Regions from separate parts of the Sus scrofa genome. Here region 2 is linked to region 1. Evidence: chromatin contacts called from public HiChIP or PLAC-seq data. All regions are on one chromosome and are shown on one strand. Each heading gives the region's core, a stretch centred on a gene start, on an enhancer-like site or on the middle of the called end of the contact. The rest is flanking DNA. Distances are from core to core; before and after follow the strand shown. Region 1 holds the start of ERGIC3 (endoplasmic reticulum-Golgi intermediate compartment protein 3). Region 2 holds the start of CNBD2 (cyclic nucleotide-binding domain-containing protein 2).

Evidence for each region. HiChIP or PLAC-seq counts read pairs in DNA pulled down with a chosen protein or histone mark.
Region 2: an H3K27ac HiChIP or PLAC-seq map of alveolar macrophages shows a contact between it and region 1. The contact joins the promoter of CNBD2 here to the promoter of ERGIC3 in region 1. A contact is called at or near these places in 1 of 5 promoter capture datasets (liver) and 1 of 2 datasets of contacts at active chromatin or transcription factors (alveolar macrophages).

What each region holds. Positions count from the first base shown.
Region 1 is chr17:38,881,368-38,887,794 of Sscrofa11.1, reverse strand. ERGIC3 (endoplasmic reticulum-Golgi intermediate compartment protein 3) reads right to left here and starts at 2,965. Exons shown (of 14, transcript XM_021078263.1): 1 at 2,880-2,965; 2 at 2,276-2,346; 3 at 2,069-2,156; 4 at 1,730-1,849. The coding sequence starts at 2,323.
Region 2 is chr17:39,244,037-39,250,869 of Sscrofa11.1, reverse strand. It overlaps CNBD2 (cyclic nucleotide-binding domain-containing protein 2), which reads right to left and starts at 5,495. Exons shown (of 13, transcript XM_021077743.1): 1 at 5,123-5,495; 2 at 2,189-2,242. The coding sequence starts at 5,473. SCAND1 (SCAN domain-containing protein 1) reads left to right here and starts at 5,242. Exons shown (of 1, transcript XM_003134419.4): 1 at 5,242-6,414. The coding sequence starts at 5,679. The coding sequence ends at 6,218.

The sequences.
Region 1 (6,427 bases), core at 1,716-4,215:
GCTCCTCTCTTTTTTTTTTTTTTTTTGTCTTTTTGCTATTTCTTTGGGCCGCTCCCGAGGCATATGGAGGTTCCCAGGCTAGGGGTCGAATCGGAGCTGTAGCCACTGGCCCTACACCACAGCTCACGGCAACGCTGGATGGTTAACCCACTGAGCAAGGGCAGGGACCGAACCCGCCACCTCATGGTTCCTAGTCGGACTCCTTAACCACTGCACCACGACAGGAACTCCTTTTTTGTTTTTTTTTCCTCTCTCTTTCTTCATTGTAAAAGCCGAGCAAAACTCAAATCCTAGTTGAGTTCTCGTCTACTTCTTGCCTATGCCTCCCTTAAGACTGCTGCCAATTTTACTTCAGTTCACGCTCCCATTCTTCAGGATGACGAATTTATATCTTTTTCTCTCTCCTTAGGCTTCCAAAAATCCCTTTCTCTTTCTTCACTCTGAGCTAATGACCTTCCTTTCAATCTCCATTAAAAAAAAAGAGAAGCAATTGAACCTCAATCTCACCACCAAACCCACCAACGCACACTGCACACGCGCTCTCTTCCAGCCCCCACCCTACTTCTTTGCTCTCTTTTATAGCAAAACTCCTGGAAGGATCATCCACATATGATGACTCCACATCCTTTTCTTCTCTTTAATTAGGTTTTCATCCCCAGCGGTACCAAAACAATTCCTTTCAGTCTCCAATGACCTCTGTGTTGCCAACTGAAATGGTCAGAACAACCCAACCAAGCCATTGCTGAATTCCTGACCCACACAAACTGAAGAAAATAATGTTTGTTGTATTAAGCCACTAGTTTTGGGGGTAATTTGTTATATAGTAGTGGATACACAATATCCCCCCGCTTCTCTCAAATGCACACAGAAATCCTCTTCCTCCTCTCTGATCATCAAATCATTCATTTGCTCAGACCAAAGCCCTAGAATCAACCTTGACCCATCAATCTTACCGCAAATTCTATGGGTTTTACCGGTGTTGAACATATATTTGTTGAACAAACACATAATAAAGCTCATGAATAGAACAATCCCAAAGGTGTGACAAATCATAGCTTTCAAGAAGGTTTTGTTATGGAGGGAAACTTAGTTAATGGAGGCAGTGGGAGGTCACCTGGAGAGAGGAATAGAAGCTAAAAGTGAACAGCCACCCTTTACTAGTAGGCCTTGTACACATATTAACTTTATTTGCTCCTACAATTCCAAGTGGTGGGTACTACTGTTTATCACTAACTTAAGAGCTGAGGTCACAAACAGCAAGAGACAAAGCTACATCTGAACTCAGGCAATTTCATGCAAGAACCTTAAGCCATCCTGCATTCCAAAGGGAATATCATTATGGGCTGAATTCTGTCTATGAAGTGTGGAAGCAAACACCCAGAGAAGCTTGGGTTCACCTAGAGGAGTTCTGCCAAGGCAACAGCACATAGAACCGATCCTCAAACTTCTGTTACTCAAACCACAATAAGCAGGGATTGGGGGTCCGCTAAGAATGACAGCCATGTAGAGTACTCTTCTTAATACATACAGGCTGGAAACCTGGATTTCAGTCCACTCTGATTCTTAACGGGGCCGGTGGGGGAGGGGGGACCCTAGGCAAAGCCACTTGACTTCTGTGGGTTCTAGTTGCTTCTTTTGTCACTGGGCTGGCCACACCCACTTGCCAGAAAGTAGGGCTTGGAAGAGCCCAGCTCTGGAATTTGATATCTGGCCTCTTGCCCCCATTTACCATGACGCTCCGCCTCTGAGCTCACGGGGATGCCATCCTTATCTAGCCGCTGCTTGAACAGGTTGTGTTCTACATCCAGCTGCTGTTCCCCAGCTACATCCATGGCATCGATGCTCAGATCTGGAAGCAGGAAGTCAGGGTAAGGGACTGGGATCCTAAAGACAGGGAATCTGGGTTTTGGAGGGTGAGGGGATGCTGGGCTTGTCTTGGGGCAGCAGTGGATGAGGGGAAGGAGGTTGTCCTGGGGTCCAGTCTGGAACCTAAGACTGGAGGCTTGAACCTGGAGGCCCACCTGAGAACCCTGGAACCTGCAATTCCCACCTATGGCGAGGTACTCACAGGCACAAGGCATGTGCGGGAAAAGCACATCGATGTTGATCTTCAGTTTATCTCCCCGGGACTTGTCCACGTAGAGTTCAGGATGCACCTGGGGCAGCACAACCTCAGTAAGAGTTGGCCCCAAGCCTTTCCTTTCCTCTTCCCATCACTAAATCTCATATTCCTAGAATGCCAAGCCCCGCCCACGTGCTAGGCACCGCCCCTTACCTCAGTGGTGAGGTAATACTGCAGCTCAGACAGGAAGAGTAGCAGCATGAGAAGGCCACTGACAATGGTCACTGCAGGGCAAAGAGCGAGAGTCAGAACGGCCTCTGTTCCACTCCCTCAGCCCCCAGCAGGCCGGGCAGGTTCCAGGAGCCACGGCCAAACTCTAGGAGACCTCTCTCCCAGCGACCCTGACCCCGCCACGGCCTACCCGTGGCGCCCCCGCAGGTCTTGACCCGGAAGTCCTCTAGAGTCTTGGGGTAGGCATCGAACTGCTTCAGCTTCCCCAGCGCCTCCATGGGGACCAGCCGGAAAGGGGACGCCAGCGGACCCGCCCCCGCGGCCTGCCGCTTCCGGCCGAGCGCTTGAGCTACGCCCCCTCTCTTTCCTCACGCAGGCGCAGAAAATCTCACGCTTGGCCCCACCCCTCTCTCGCGTTCTCACTCGGGTCGCCCCGCCCTCTGGGTGCCGGTCTTATTTGTGTTCTGCGCTGCCTTCAAGGCCGGGATCTTGAGCTCCGGTGGGGCGGGTGGGGTTCCTTATTTGGAGCAGGATAACCCGAGGGGGAATCTGCTACGTAGGCACAATAATAGCATCATTCACTTACCTTATGCCGGGAATTGCGCCCCGAGTTTCACACCAGACCCTTGGAACAACTTGGAACCTCCTAGAACAATGGTTCTCAAAGTGTCCCCCACCGGCAGCCTCATTATCACCTGAAACTAATCAGAGACGCAAATTATCGTGCCCTAACACAAACCTGCTGAATCAGAAACGCTAGGAATTGTTCCCAGGTGAATTGCAGTTAGAATTTTAGAATCACCCCTGTAAAGTAGATGTGACTTTTTTTTTTTTTTTTAAATGGTTACACCCAAGGCCAGGGATTGAATCTTTGCCAAAGCTGCGACAATGCCAGATTCTCAATGCCAGATTCTTTAAGCCACAGGGCAGGGCTGGGTATCCAACTCCTGCCTCCACAGTTACCTGAGCCGCTGCACTTGGATTCTTAACCCACTGTCCAACAGCAGGAACTCCTAGGTGTGACTTTTATATCCATATTCTGGAGGAGAAACTGTGGCATGGAGAAGCTAAGTAACTTGTCCTAAATCACAGCATTAATTGGCAAGGCCTGGTTCCAAACTTCTGGACCTCAAAGTGCTCTGAGACCAGGGCCTTTGGGTTGATTTTACCCAAACAGCCTCTCAGTGCATGGCTAGTAGAGGTGCATGGTGAAATCATTTCAGTGGCATCATTTCAGGAGCTTTTTTTTTTAGCTTGCACCTGTGGCATATGGAAGTTCTTGGGCTAGGGGTGGAACCTGAGCTTCAGCTGCTGGCCTCTGCTACAGCCTCAGCAACACTGGATCTGAGCCACATCTGTGACCTCTGCCTCAGCTTGTAGCAATGCAGGAGACTTAACCCACTGAGCGAGGCCAGGAATTGAACCTGACACATCAGGTTCTTAACCCACAGAGACACCACGGGAACTCCAGACCAGAGCTTTGATAAGAGATGGTACAGCAGACAGTGGGCAGAGTTCCTGGGAAAAAGTGACTGATAAACTGGGTTAGGGAACGCTTCCAGGGATAGGAGATGGGACACAAGCTGGGTGCCTTGTAGTAGTCTGACTCAAGAGAAGCTTGAGTCCCCCTTCTGTCCCTGGAGTTTGCCAGGAAGGGGAGAAGGAAAGGACTAATTCATATTAACTGAAAACTGACAATATGCCAACTGCTGTCATCCATTCTACATCAGAACAACCCTGGGAAGTAGGTGCTATTTCAAACCTTACTTTATAGATGAGGAAGCAAAGAAATGGATTTTGCCCAAGGTTATGGAGGTAGTTAATGGGGCAAAGCTGGGGTCCAAAGTCTGGTTTTTCTGTCTCCCGAGCCTGGGTCTTTTCCATGCATTAGCTACCATCACCAAGTGCAAGAGAAGTTTATTCTCAGATAGATGCCTAGGGACAACCATAACAGAAATTGTCCTCTCCTTTCTGCCTCATGTCCATTCTGTGCCCATTTGTTACCAGAAGGGGGACCCTTTCAAGGGCCTGAGAATGGGCTCTTGTCAAAACACTCAGAAATCAATTGTCTGAGGAGACATACCTACTAACAAAACAAAAGTATTGAAAAGGGGCACCTGGGCAGAGGGCAGCAGGGTAAGGGAACACAGGAGAACTCCCACGTGTCTAGCAGTCTCAGGGTTTATGATAATGGGGTTAGCTTTCCAGGTTGTTTCTGGTTAATCATCTTACTTGTACCTGTATTTGGTCTGTATTAGGGTCCTTCCTGGCAGTACTCACATCTCTCAGCGAAGATGGATTTCAGCATGAAGGTTTCTGGGAAGTTGGTAGGACATATTGTGGACCAGCACCTCCTTCCTCCTTTTGGCCCCTCCCAGATTCTCCCGGTTAGTTTGTTCCTTATCAAGAACTCCTGTTGTGAGATAGCGCATGCAAACCATTATTATTGTGCTTGGCCAAGGTGGGTAGTTTTGGTCAATGGTTCCCTAACAACTCTCTCTTGAGAGACTTCCTACTCAAGATACTTCTTGGAAACTGGGTTAGAAGTCTCTTTCTTCTGTAGCTACTGCCCGCTGGGTGTGGACATAGTCCTACCTCGTAGAATAGAAGTCTCTCTTCACCTGATCTAAATCAAGATTCCGTGCCTGAAATTGCCTTCCACTCTTGTATTAACAATTTAGTCTGAAACTGCTGGCCCTGTCAGAGATAAACCATGCGGGGTTCGTTTGTTTGTTTTTAGGGCCACACCCACAGCATATGGAAGTTCCCAGGCTAGGGATCCAATCGGAGCTGCAGCTGCTGGCCTACAACCATAGCCACAGCGACTCGGGATTCCAGCCACATCTGCGACCTTCATCACAGCCTATGGTAACGCTGGATCCTTAACCCACTGAGGAAGGCCCGGGATCGAACCTGCATCCTCATGGATCCTAGTCAGGTTTGTCAATTGCTGAACTACAAAGGGAACTCCAGAGATAAACCTTGTAAGCAGTTGAAACAACAAGGTCCAAACAGAAGGCCTAAAAGGATGGTCACTGCTAGACCCAGAAAAGGCAGGCAAAATTTGCGGTAAGGGTGCAGGGTGTGTGACTTTCCTCTGATTGGTTGGTCCTGAGGTAACAAGGCTGTGCTCCAGCAATATTGTGCTCAGTCTGAAGTTACCTTCCTCCACCTGCAGAAGAACTCAAAGATGTTGTTATGCATGCTCCTGGTGGAGGAACCAGGACCCTTCCCCATGGCTGCACCCCCACTTCTTGACTGCTCCTCCCTGGTTTCTGCATTCCCTCCCTTCCCTAACTAGCAACTTTTAACCTGTCCTTTGGAACTCAGGTAAGGTCTCACAGAGGCTGAATGAAGGTTTTTTTTTTTTCTTTTGGGTTTTTTTTTTTAATCTTTTCTATGGCCGTACCCACAGCATATGCAGGTTCCCAGGGTAGGGGTCGAATCCGAGCTGTAGCCACCAGCACATGCCAGAGCCACAGCAATGCAGGATCTGAGCCACGTCTGCAACCTACACCACAGCTCATGGTGATGCCGGATCCTTAACCCATCGAGCAAGGCCGGGGATCAAACCCAAAACCTTATGGTTCCTAATTGGACTCGTTAACCACTGAGCCACGATAGGAATTCCTGAATGAAGCTTTTTTTCTACAGAGAAATGGGCCAGGGAAGACACAGAAAGGATTAGTATCAGGAACGCCAGAGGATCCTGCTTGGTTTCACATTCATGTTTGAGTTCCAAGCCCTCCCTCAGTGGGGCTCCATGCTGAGTGACTCACTCCTTCACTTCTTCAATACATTTATCAAGCTCTTCCTATTTTCCAGGTTGCAGCTGCAGTTCGGATTTGATACCTGGCTTAGGAACTTTCACATGCCACGGGTGCAAGGATAAAACAAGAAAAGAAATGCCGTGGTGATTAGGACACACGGTTATACTTACCCCCAGGAGTTTTCAGTGGGAGAGAGGGAGAGAGAAACAACAACTACCACTGAACTGTACACTTAAAAATGGCTAAAATGGCAAGTTTTAGATGTATTTTAACACAATAAAATTCTTTTGAAAAAAAGAAAATTAATTAATAATAAACTACCTAAATAAAGCAGGATATGCCTTATACAGTGAAGGAAAAAACA
Region 2 (6,833 bases), core at 4,246-6,745, 360 kb before region 1:
GGTTTCTAAATACCATTCTTCACTAAAAGAACAAGGGTTTCTTGGAGAAATGGTTGATTCCTAAGCTGAGACACAGAAGGTACAAGAGCCTAAAAAGTAAGGAAATACTCGGAAAACAATAGAGATGTGTCAAAAGGACCTGAAGGGGCTCCCACTAGCCAAATCAGAGATAATCTGAGCATCAGAATAAATAACGAATTGCAGTGGCACCCAAGATGCAGCAATCCCATTGCAGTCGCTCTCCCCCATTCATTACACCTATAAATTCTGGACAAAATACAAATAGCAACTCACTTGAGATTCTGAAAAGCAAATAATGCCAAGTGGGTTTTGAGCAAAGGGTAGTAAAAACTTGAAGAAACAACCCCAGTGGGGCTGAGTTTCCTGGATTAATGAAGGATAAGTTGCTAAACAAAAATCAATTGTGTTTTTACATACTGTCAAACAATTAAAAATTTAAAAAAAATGTTAAACAATACCATTGCTAGTAATACAAAAACATGAAATATTTAAGTATAACAAAATTTGTGCAGGTTCTGTACACTCAAAACTATAAAACATTGATGTAAGAAGCTGAAGAATATCTAAATAAAGCCAGACCTGGTACCAGTTCTTTTACATATATTCCCTCATTGACTCTTCAGAACCATTCTGTGTGGTTGTTATTATTCCCAGGCTTAGAAGAGTATACAACTTACTGAAGGCCCATATTATAAAATAATTCATAGCAGCTTTATTTCTGATAGCCCCAAGTTGGAAATAACTCAAATGTCCCTCATGGGTGATTGGTTAAACACACAAAAGTACATCTATACCATGAATTATGACTCAGCAATAAAAATGAACAAACTGGAGTTCCCATCGTGGCTCAGTAGTTAACGAATCCGACTAGGAACCATGAGGTTGCTGGTTCAATCCCTGGCCTCACTCAGTGGGTTAAGGATCTGGCATTGCCATGAGTTGTGGTGCAGGTTGCAGACATGGCTCAGATCCCGTGTTGCTATGGTTCTCGTGAAGGCCGGCAGCTACAGCTCTGATTCGACCCCTAGCCTGGGAACCTCCATATGCCACGGGTGCAGCCCTAGAAAATACAAAAAAAAAAAAAAAAAAAAAAAAAAAGAACAAACTGGTGAACAACAACCTAGATGAATCTCCATGGAATTTTTCTTAGTAAAAAAGGCCAATTACCAAAAATTACTACTGCATGATTCCATTCATATAACATTTTTGAAATGACAAAATTATAGAGATGGAGAACAGATTAGTGTTACCTGAGGTTAGGGATGGGGGTAGGGGAGAGGAATGGGTGTAAATATAAAGCAGCAGCACAACGGATCTTTGTGGTGACCAAACATTTTGGGATATTGATGGTTGTACGAATCTAAGCCTGACAAAACTGCAGAGGCTGACATACACACATAAATGACAGCATATTAAACTGGTGAAATCTGAGTAAACACTGTGGATTGTATCAATGTCCATTTCCTGATTCTGACATTGTACTAGTTATGCAAGATGTTACCACTGCTGTAGTGAAGTGTGCATGAGACCTCTCTGCATTCTTTTTTTTTTTTTTTGCTATTTCTTGGGCCGCTCCCGCGGCATATGGAGGTTCCCAGGCTAGGGGTCGAATCAGAGCTGTAGCCATCAGCCTACGCCAGAGCCACAGCAACGCGGGATCTGAGCCAAGTCTGCAACCTACACCACAGCTCACAGCAACGCCGGATCGTTAACCCACTGAGCAAGGGCAGGGACCGAACCCGCAACCTCATGGTTCCTAGTTGGATTCGTTAACCACTGCGCCACGACGGGAACTCCCCTCTCTGCATTCTTTTTGCAATTTTCTATGAATCTATAATTATTTACAAATAAAAAGCTTTTCTAATAAAAGGATCCAGGCTTCTGTTCCACAACTCCCAACAGTGTGCCATCAAAAGACACTGAAAGAGTCTGGAAATCATCTTAGAGCTCCTGTTTCACAAAGATGGTATGCAATCCACCACCAGTCCTCTTTAACCAATATGTACTGAGTGTCAGGTGGGAATCAGGCCTTGTGTTGGAAGCTAAGTGATACGATTTATGATCCATTCCCAGGTGAGCACCCAACCTAGTGGGAATAAAAATGCCTAACGTGTTAAGTGCATTGGACTAGGAGTCAAAAGAATTCTGTCCTTCTGGAAACACTTACTAGGCTTTTGATTTTGGACCAATCCTTTGCCTCTTGGTATCTTGACTTCTTAACCTGCAAAATCAGGAGAATGAAATACATATAAATATACACATTTTAAACTTAACCTCAGCCCACTGGGTGGGTTCAAGGCTCTGAAATTATATGCAGAAGTATGTTAGTGCATCCTTCTTCTAGTAAGAGGTATTATAACTTTAAAAAAATATATTTGGGGAGTTTATTGACCCAGAGAGTTTAGAATAACTGAATGTGATTTTTGGATTTAATCTCTAAGGTCCCTTCCATTCTAACATTCCACGCCTTCTAGTAGCTCTCTAAGATCTACTAGAAGATCTCTAAAATCTTCAAATACATCTGTAAGATCTCTCCTTCCACCTCTAATAGATATTCTGTGATTCCAATAGGGATAGAAAAAATGGGCTAAAATCAGCTATAATGGAAAAAATAAAAATCATTAATAACAAATACATAAATAAATGAAAACAGGGAAAAAAAGAAATGGGCTAGAGCTCTAACAATCATGATTCCCAGTAACACAAGAGTTCATTCCCTTCTGCAAGACAAAAAGGATTCAATTTTTCAACATGCAATTCTAGGCTCTTTATGATTTACCCTCTAATTGACCTTCCAACTTCAGTCAACTCTCATTCCTTCCCCAGACCCCAGCCACTCCCGTGTCCAGCCTGCAATTTCCACAAAGCTTTGCCCCCATTCAGTCTATGCCTTGGTGCCCGCAGTGCCTTCTACCTGGAATGTCCCTAACTCAAACCTTCTTCTTCTTGAGCCAAGGCTTAAGGTCCTCTCCTCAGTGAAGACTTCCAGGACCCCTCATCCTTGCAGCAGGGTTTGGTGTGTTCCCTTAGCCCTGGATACCGACTGCCTGTTACCACACAGGAAGTAGGGCAGCAAATCCAACTGCCAACTGCCAGGTTGGTAGGCATGACAAACTACAGGCCCCTGTTTTCCCACCTCTAAAAATAAAAAAGAGCAGAACATTGGCTCTAAGGAAACAACAACCTGAGCGCAATAGGAAATGAACTGTTCTGAATGTTAAGGTAACATGAAACAATAGGGAGTGGTAGGGATTGAGGCTAACTGGAACAAAGTATCTTGTCTAAAGGAAGGAGACAGCTCCTACTAATTGTTAACAGGCAGGAATGTGGGTGGGTCCAGTGTAGCCAGCTTGTCCACTTTTTCAAGAAAAGCTGGAAGTCCAGATTTGCACACAAAACCTCCCAGTTTTTACATGTTAGTAACTAAAAACAATAAAGGCCCAGTGTGATGACTTGCAAGGTTTTCAGGCTATGGAAAATGTTCTGTGAGGATCCATTTTAACACATTTGCAAGAGTACATCCTATGGGAGAGGCAAGTTTTATACCAGAGCCACTAGTATGTTGATGGTTGTTTAAACGGCCCATTCATTCTGCACAGAAATCAAAGGGACTGCAAGTGTCATAAAAAGCTTTCATAAGGGACCCGTCTCGTTCCTTAGTTTCCCTGTCTGTGAAATGGGGATACAAAGCATGCATCATCTCACTGACTTTTCATAACTACTAATGACATAAGTTCTATTACATCCAAAATGTACAGACAAGAAAACTCAGAAACAGCAGTTTAATGAAGACAAATATTTAAACAGCCCTTTCTTTCCAAAGTCTTTACTATTTAATCCTCTCAACAACTCTGGCCTATGGCAAATAGATTGGGATTCCACCAAGGCAGCCTAATTCCAACAGGGTAGCACAGTTTTACTTTTCAACATATATGTAATGGAAGCCATATATATAATTTAAAGTTTTTGGATTTCCCGTTGTGCCTCAGTGGGTTAAGAACCCAACTAGTATCTGTGATGATGCAGGTTCCATCCCTGGTCTCATTCAGTGGGTTAAGGATCTGGTGTAGGCCACATAGGCAGCTTGGGATCTGGCATTGCTGTGGCTGTGGCTTAGGCTGGCACTGCAGCTCAGATTCCACCCCTAGCCTAGGAACTTCCATATGCTGTAGGTGCGCCCCCCCCCATAAAAAATAGTTTTCTAGTAGGTCACATTTAAAAAGTAAAATGACACACATGAAATTTGACATTTATATACATATATATATATATTTAGTACCCATGGCATATGGAGGTTTCCAGACTAGGGGTCGAATCGGAACTGTAGCTACTGGCCTAAGCCACAGCCACAGCCACACAGGATCCCAGCGGCATCTGCAACCTACACCACAGCTCACAGCAATGCAGGATCCTTAATCCATTGAGCAAGGCCAGGGATCGAACCTGTGTCCTCATGGATGCTAGGTGGATTCATTAACCACTGAGCCACGACAGGAAATCCTGAATTATATATTTTATTTGACTCAATATATGCAAAATATTATCAATCCAACATGTAACAACAGAAAAAATTACGGCGACACTTTATCTTTTTCATACCAAGTCCTGTATATATGTCACGTTACAGGACATTCCCTTTCTGACTAGCCACATTTCAAGAACTAACGAGGTAAGCATACATACCTAGTGACCACTATATGGCAGTACACATTTAGTCTATTTAGTAATCCTAAAATTAAAAGCAAAACCTACAGCGCCACCTGTCCCTTGATTCCAGAGGACACGCAAAAAAAAAAAAAAAAAAAAAAAGTTCTTCAGCATTTACTTTGTGCCATGAGAAGGGCAAGTTTTACTCTGTGTGCTGAGGATCTTACACACGTTATCTGTGTCACTCCCTCTACCAGGCAGGTGTACTGCCCTCTTTCGACTGAGCGAAAGAACTTTCCCGAGTTGGGCCCTCCCCCTAATGCCTGACAGTCATCCCGCCGTCCCTTCTCTGCCACCTGCTGGGCCCCAGACCCCGCGAGCTCTGGCTCGCCTTCATCCCAATTAGGGTCGGGTAAAAAGGTGCGCATGCAGAGGCAGGGGCGGCGCAGGTCACCTGCCGGCCGAAGCCACCAAGTCGCATGATGACCCTTTTGGGCCCCTCCTCCTTGGGCCTGAGTAGGCGTTCCGGCACCGGCTCCTCCCCCGACTCCTCCTCCAACTCCTCCTCAGAGTTCTCCTCCTCAGAGTCATCCTCCGACACCTCCTCGGGTTCCTTCCCCGCCTCCTCCTTCTCCTCGAACTGGTGCTCGGAGGCGCCACCATCCCGAACTGACCATTGCACGCTTAGATTAGCCGGGTGCCCTGCTGTGGCCGCCGCCTCCTGGCGGGACTCGCGAACGCGAGGGGGCGCCGCGTCCTCGAGCCCAGACTCGGCTTCCGGGCGCTCGCGCACCGAGGTCATCATAGAGAAGCCAGCGGGGACGACCACTTCCGGCCGCCCCAGCCGCTTCGCCGGCGCTGGTAAGCTCACGGCGCCCCCCGCCCGCCTCCCTCAGGGTCTCGCGGACTCCGCCCTCTAGCGGAAACGTCTCCCTCCTTACCCAGCCCCCGCGCAGACGTAGTGCCGCGCCCTCAGCTGCGGGACAAAGAGTGACGTCCGTAGCGGAGTTATGGCGGCCACCGAGCTGAGCTTGGCGGCTACCGGGAGTCTCGCGCTGCCGTTGGGGAAAGAAGAAGGGGCCGGCCCGAGCTCAGGCCCGGAGCGTGACTCTGCGGACTCCTTCTCGACTCCTGAGGCCCCACCGCCTGCCCCCAAGCCCTCCAGCCCCAAGGCCGAGGTCGCCGAAGAGAATCCTACGCCTCACTCGGCCGCCTCCGCCTCCCTGGAGCTGCCCCTCGGGCCCGCAGCCCTGGGCTCCGCGTCGTTTGCCGAAGCAGCTCCGCGCTCACCCCCAGGCCCTGGCGGTTCCCGGCCCGGCCCAGAGACGTTCCGCCAGCGATTCCGGCAGTTCCGCTACCAAGACGCGGCAGGCCCGCGGGAAGCGTTCCGGCAGCTGCGGGAGCTTTCCCGCCAGTGGCTGCGGCCCGACATCCGCACGAAGGAGCAGATCGTGGAGATGCTGGTGCAAGAGCAGCTGCTCGCCATCCTGCCCGAGGCGGCGCGGGCCCGGCGGCTTCGCCGCCGCACAGACGTACGCATTACAGGCTGAGCAGCCGGGCTGCCGGCGGCCCGGCTCTCCATTCTGCGTTAATGAAAAACGAGTTTTGGCTGTTCCTGCAGTCTCGAGTGTCCTTTTCGGTCGTCCTTTGCAATGTTTATTTCCCCGAGCCTATTTCCAACCTTTCTGACTGGTGGCGAAATCAAGTTGGGAGCTCATGAGAATAAAGCCTTTCTTATTCACTTGACCTTCGTAGGTTTTGTGGAATCATTGGGTTGGCTAGGCTTGGGCCTCCACATCTGGGAAATTTTCTCCTGCGCGTTCCCTAGGACCCCACTTGGGTTTCCTTTGTTTGGTAATGTGGGTCCAGCAGCCTGGGTTCCGTATTCGCTCTACCCTCTCACTAGCTGGAATTTGAGCTTGTTTTCCTACCTAAGAGGGTAGATGATGGTTATAGTCTTACCTTATGACTGTGGGATGGTGCAGACAAATTGTTAGCTCTACTAAATACTCGTTTAAGTGGCCATTGCTGTATCAATACTGCCAAACTACTTGTCCCACCTGCCTGCCCTTTGGGCACTGGCTTCCCCAAAGGCCCAATTCATCAGGCTATTTTTTTTTTTTTTAATAGGCAAGAAACAGATTTATTAGGATAGGACGCTTGTG